Regions from separate parts of the Mus musculus genome. Here region 1 is linked to region 2. The links are chromatin contacts, called in public HiChIP or PLAC-seq maps. All regions are on one chromosome and are shown on one strand. The core of a region is the stretch at or near the end of the contact, and the rest is flanking DNA. Distances in the headings are between cores, read along the strand shown.

Region 1 (3,171 bases), core at 123-2,622, 590 kb after region 2:
TGGCTCATTCTGTGTTGTGTATTCTGAATATTATGACCAAAACTACCCTTCTTCTCTCTCCAATATAACTGTCAGTTATTTCCTAAATTACAGAAAGTTAGCCTTTGTGATTTTCACATTGTGCTTTTGAAGAAATCTTGTTACTTTTCACCTCATGCTGGGTTCATAGATTTTGGAAAGTGCCCTAATATGATGATTTTTTTTTTTTTTTTTTAAAAGAAGTAGGGGGCTGGTGAGATGGCTCAGTGGGTAAGAGCACCCGACTGCTCTTCCAAAGGTCCGGAGTTCAAATCCCAGCAACCACATGGTGGCTCACAACCATCCGTAACAAGATCTGACACCCTCTTCTGGAGTGTCTGAAGACAGCTACAGTGTACTTACTTATAATAAATAAATAAATAAATCTTTACAAAAAAAAAAGAAGTAAGTGTGTAACAAAATATGATTAAAGCAATGAAATAGTTGTAGCAGTTTACAGATCAGGACAAGAGAAAAGCAACTGAGAGTCGCCGCATGATAGAGAACCCAAAAGTGAGGGTTTCTAGGTAGATTGTGCTGACCTTATAGCCTGTGGCTAATCTGTTACATTTTATGTGCATGGGAGAAAAAAAAACTTTTTTTGTATTTAGCATTGTTGTGGTTTATAGTTTGCTTCTTATTTGTTAAAATTATTTTCAAAATATTAAATATGTTTCTTTTATTTGATGACCTGGAACAGATTTGAAAGAGGGAATGAGTAATTAGAACAGAGCTGCAGAAGCGGCTGTCGCCCTTCATGTTCTTGTTGCCAGTGTGTGTGTTTGTGGACGGACTGTCTTGTGCCCTTTAGTTGAACAAGCTCCGTCCCCAGCAAGGCTTAGCCCCATGTGGTCCCATCCTTCACTTTCACTGTCTAGGTCAGAGAGTGAAGTGGTGAATTCATTTTTGTGTATCTGATGGAACGGGATTCCTAACCCTGGTTCCTTAGCCACTGTCTGTGGCGTGAGTAACCCAGCGAGATAGTCTCCCCCTCCCCTCCCCTCCCCTCCCCTCCCCTCCCCTCCCCTCTACACATGTGCCTTCCTCATTCTTGCCTGTTCTCTTTGCCCCTGCCACCCTTGTCTTCTTTCCTTCTTTTCCCTGCACGGTGCCTCCTGATAAGTTACCCGGGGAGGAGGCTTCCATGTCAGCCCCAGCTCACTTCCACTAAGGCCTTTGTCTGAGGTGTGTGGTATTTTTTAATTTTCATTAATGAGGTGTTTTGTGACATAGAAATATACTACAAGTAATTAAAGAGCTGTTGGTTATCTCCAAGATTCACGTGCCACTGTGGTAGCTAGGTGTGGCTTCCCTCCTTTGAAGTTTGCATGGCGCCTTCTGATACTATGAAAGTTAGAGCACAGGAAGGAGGCTTTCAGGTCAGATCCAGATTTCCAGGTCCTGTGTTCAAAGGCCTCTGGAGGGCACTAAAGGCAGCAGCAGTAGCCTATAATGAAGTCAGAAAAACCTGACCAACAACTTTATACTTTCAGTTGCATGTTCACCTGAGGACTTGAAGTTAGGAACCAAAAGTGAGAGAGAACATGTGATCTTTGCATTTCTGGTCTGAAATCTCTGACTCAGTGTGATCTGTCTTAGTTCTGTCCATTAGCCTTCAGAGTTTGTGGCTTTACTTTTCGTTATAACTGAGTAGTAGTCCATAGTGTCGTATGTACCACAGTTCATTATCTGGGAGTCTGGTGAAGGCATTTTATGTTGCATTCCCTATTGAGCTATTGTAAGTGAGTATGGCCATACACATCTGTCTGTGGGGTATGATGTCAGGTCCTTTGAGCGTATGCCAAGGAATGGTCTAGAAGGGTCATATGGTAGATTTATTTCTAGCTTTTTGATATTTTTCCACACTTGTTTCCTGAGGAGCTGGACCAGTTTGGCCTCCCACCAGCAGTGAGTGAGAGCTTCCCTTCCCCGTCCCCTTCCCCATCCTTCCCAGGCCTGTCCAACTGTGTGTTGCTGGTTGCCGCTCTGACTGGGGTAAGAGCTTGCTCAGCGTTGTTTGGATTTATGGTTCCCTCTTCAGTAAGGATGATGAACATTTCTGTGATTGTTCTTAGCTTTTTTTTGTTTCTTTTGAGAACTCTGTTTAGATCCCACCCCTCCTTTTTACATGGGTTTTTGTTTGTTTTTGCTTTCTTTTTTGAGTTCTTACCTATTCCAGATACTAATCTTCTGTGAGAAGTATAGCTAGCAGAGATTCTCTTCCATTCTGCGAACTTCCTCTTTGACAGTTGCTTGTGTAGCTGTGCAGACGATTTTTAGTTTTATAAGTCTACACGTCAATTATTTGGCAAATGGGGTCTTGTTTGCAAATTCCTTTCCTATCCCTGTATTTTATAGCGTGTTGCCTCTGATGGCCGTGGGACTGTAATAGCTCAGGGTTACGCAGGGTCAAGGGAGCTTCAACCTGAGATGATGCCTCAGATGAGGACGGCAGGAGTCGGCTAAGCTCCCCCTCCCAGCTGCCACCACCAGAAAACTGGCTCCCCACCATCAACCCCAGTAAGAGTGTATCACCCCGACAGTTATCAGGCTTCACCCCTTGCTTGACCTTAAAAGATCATCCCCCTCCCCACCACTCTACAGCCCCTGAGTATGAACATGGAGTGTCTTCCCACACTGCTGCCCTGGCCTTTGGTACACAGCTACCCAGACCTTGCTTCAGAGACGCCAGCCACCTCCCCAGGGGCATAAGCACCCACCTCTCCCTAAAACAAACCAGTTCTCTGAAGCTGTTCTCTGGTAGCTTTCTTCCTTCCCCTTCCCCTTCCCCTTCCCCTTCCCCTTCCCCTTCCCCTTCCCCTTCCCCTTCCCCTTCCCCTTCCCCTTCCCCTTCCCCTTCCCCTTCCCCTTCCCCTTCCCTCCCTTTTCCTTTCCTTTCCTTTTCTCACCCACATACCACTTACTGAGATCATGCACTGCACCCACCCGTGCCCAGTTAGGCTTCCCTTCCTCAGCTCAGCTTGGTGCACCGTGGACCTTGCTGCCCCTGGGAAGCGACAGGGGAAGGCAGCATTATTTCTGTAGAACTCTCAGTGTTTCATGTTCAGGTCTTTGGTTCATCTGGAGTTAGTTTTTTTGCGCACTACATTAGATGTAGGTCTAATTTCATTCTTTTATGTGTGGACATTCAGT
Region 2 (2,889 bases), core at 75-2,574:
TGACACCATTGTATACACTAGCAAGATTTTGCTGAAAGGACCCAGATATAGCTGTCTCTTGTGAGACTATGCCAGGGCCTAGCAAACACAGAAGTGGATGCTCACAGTCAGCTATTGAATGGACCACAGGGCCCCCAATGGAGGAACTAGAGAAAGCACCCAAGGAACTAAAGGGAACTGCAACCCTATAGGTGGAACAACAATATGAACTAAGCAGTACCCCGGAGCTCTTGTCTCTAGCTGCATATGTATCAAAAGATGGCCTAGTCGGCCATCACTGGAAAGAGAGGCCCATTGGACTTGCAAACTTTATATGCCCCAGTACAGGGGAATGCCAGGGCCAAAAAGGGGGAGTGGGTGGGTAGGGGTATGGGAGGGGGGGGTATGGGGGACTTTTGGTATAGCATTGGAAATGTAAATGAGCTAAATACCTAATAAAAAATGGAGAAAAAAAAAAGAAGTGAGCTCCATCATGTCAGGGGCAATGTCCGTTGCCTTTACATGCTACACCATCATGACTAGCACATGCCTGACATGATCTCTCACATGCTACACCATCATGACTAGCACATGCCTAACATGATCTCTCACATGCTACACCATCATGACTAGCACACGCCTGACATAAGGGACACGGAAATAAACAGTGTGAGTCCTTCATATTGTCTTGGTTGTGGCAGAATGAAAACGTGTTTACACACTCTTTACCTTATATCAAATGATGTCAATAAAGCCATTACATTTAAGGGCCCCCTAGCAATGCTGGTTTGTTTTGTGGGCAATTTTCTTGTCTGTCTAAAACCCAGCCTGCTTCTCATAGTCTTGTCCTTGTGATATGGCTAAATGTGGCACTAGTCTGAAATGACAGCCAACAATCCATCTTTCTCTTGTTATATCTCTCACAATAACATTTGACAAATTGAATTGTGGTCCCCAAATGTAAACAAAACTATCAAAAGAAATTGGGCATGCCAGAATTTTGTTCTTCACATTAAGGGAATTCTGAAATTGAAATCTTGCTAAGGGAAGGGTGGCTTGAGAATATTAACAGAATCCTAGGTTGAAGGAGCAGGAATAGAGGATCCCAACTAAAACCTAAAAAGCAAATTGACTTTCGATCTCACACATGCAAAGTTCTGTGACTCAGGAAGGCAGGCCTCAGAGTCGGCAGCCCGAGTGGTTGGGAATGGTCAGAACCGAGTTTCTGCACTATAGAGCAGGCTCTTCCTCGGACTTCTAAGGCATCTGCTAAGGGCTAACAAACAGCTTGAAGGCTGGAACGGTGCCTGGATCGCCCTCAGCTACAACAGCTGTGTAAGCAACCGACTCAGCAACCGTCAGAGCAGCTGCGAGGAGCAGCAGAGAGTGGGCCTCACAGCTTCCCAACAGTGTGTTTGATAGTATCTGAGGCCTCTTCTTCCAGCAGTAGCAACAAGGCTAGGAAACCCAGATGTAATCATACTTCCTTTCACAGAAGACCCATAGTGATGGGCCCAAAACGCTGTGTTTCTACACCTGGTTGATGGCAAACCAGACTGAGTCTCAAGTGCTCTTTGCACACAGTGGCTAGACTCTCTTAAGAAATGTCTGTTAAGAGCTTCTTCACTTGACACTCTTGTAGCAAAAGAGTTAGGTCCCAATATATGACCTGTTCCTGAGATGTGCCCCCCTCAACCCAGCTAGGGGCTTATACTATAAATGATTTCATTATACGGTAGTATAAAAATTAGAGAAATAAGAGAAAAATAAATTGTCATTCGATTAAAAATACTTGAAAGAAGCCAGAGAGATGGCTCAGTGATTAAGAACACTGGCTACTCTTTCAGAGAACTGAGGTTCAATTCTTAGTGCCCACGTGGTGGCACGTAGCAGTCTGTAACTCCAGGCTGAGTGGGTGCAGTTTCTTCTTCTGGCCCCATTGGGTACTGCACACAGATAATGCACATGCATACATGGATGAAAAACACCTATACATATAAGAAAAATGGGGGGAAAAAACCCTAGCTAGTTATCCTCAGGGGAAATGCTCATCTGAAAAAAAAAAAAACAAAAAACTAGATTCCTAATAGTGTCCTACACACTGGACTCAATTTCTTGTCTGCTGACTTCGCTTGGGGTAATACCAACATATCCTTGGGTAATACTTTTTGCTTGTTTTCTTGTTAACCTGAGACTAGAGAAAGTGTGTATCTAGGTTACAGGGTGAGGACTGTGAAGAAATGCTGCTGGCATCTGTGTTAACTGCGCAGTGAAAGCTCTGTGGTGTGGGAGGAGGTAAAGAGAGGACACAGACCAGCCTGGTGCCATCAGTTAGCTACCTCACTTACCCTAGAACGAGGCAGGGCTCTGCATGCTGCCTCTCATAAACACCCCCTCATGCTTAGTACAATTCAGGAAGGGATGAGAACCGGAAAACCAGCATCGAGTCTATTGGCCATATTTCAGAGGTCCAGCCAATGAGAACTTAGAGTCTAAAACAGGTCTCTCCAATTAGTAATTTTCACATCAAATCCTTACAAATGTGTGAGCGTCCACTGATACTTCAGCAATCTAAGATATCAATCATCTTTTAAAAAAAATGAATTATAGCCAGATGGTGGGGGCACACTCCTTTTTAAGCCCAGTAAATGGGAGGCAGGGGCAGGTAGATGTCTGAAGTCAAGGCTGCCCTGGTCTACAGAGCAAGTTCTAGGACAGCCAGGACTACCCAGAGAAAGCCTGTCTGAAAAACAAGAAACAAAACAAAACAAAATTATATGATAGTAGAACTATGCTGAAAAATCCGGTAAATATGGGTATCATGTCTGAGACAGTGAGAACAACACACAGAACATGAGAAGCGCATGAGACGATACCACAACAGAGCACACTCTGAACTGAAAGCATGGG

The links. HiChIP or PLAC-seq counts read pairs in DNA pulled down with a chosen protein or histone mark.
Region 1: a contact with region 2 is called in an H3K27ac HiChIP or PLAC-seq map of T-cell acute lymphoblastic leukemia, with 5 times the contacts expected there. The contact joins two enhancer-like sites. A contact is called at or near these places in 3 of 484 Hi-C or Micro-C datasets (embryonic somatosensory cortex, gonadal supporting cells and muscle stem cells), 5 of 115 datasets of contacts at active chromatin or transcription factors (DN3 thymocytes, T-cell acute lymphoblastic leukemia, acute myeloid leukemia and 2 more) and 1 of 9 other capture datasets (embryonic stem cells).

The regions. Positions count from the first base shown.
Region 1 is chr15:96,343,704-96,346,874 of GRCm38.p6, forward strand. The region is part of intron 3 of Arid2 (AT rich interactive domain 2 (ARID, RFX-like)); the gene reads left to right. Among named protein-coding and RNA genes, the nearest start is that of Arid2, 58 kb to the left of the region's middle. Within about 2 kb of position 1,373, at least 34 of the 459 cell types and tissues checked have an H3K27ac peak or open chromatin away from gene starts, as enhancers often do. A contact at or near this core is called in T-cell acute lymphoblastic leukemia, where this site is marked.
Region 2 is chr15:95,756,012-95,758,900 of GRCm38.p6, forward strand. No RefSeq gene overlaps it. Among named protein-coding and RNA genes, the nearest start is that of Gm6961, 5.9 kb to the left of the region's middle. Within about 2 kb of position 1,325, at least 92 of the 459 cell types and tissues checked have an H3K27ac peak or open chromatin away from gene starts, as enhancers often do. A contact at or near this core is called in T-cell acute lymphoblastic leukemia, where this site is marked.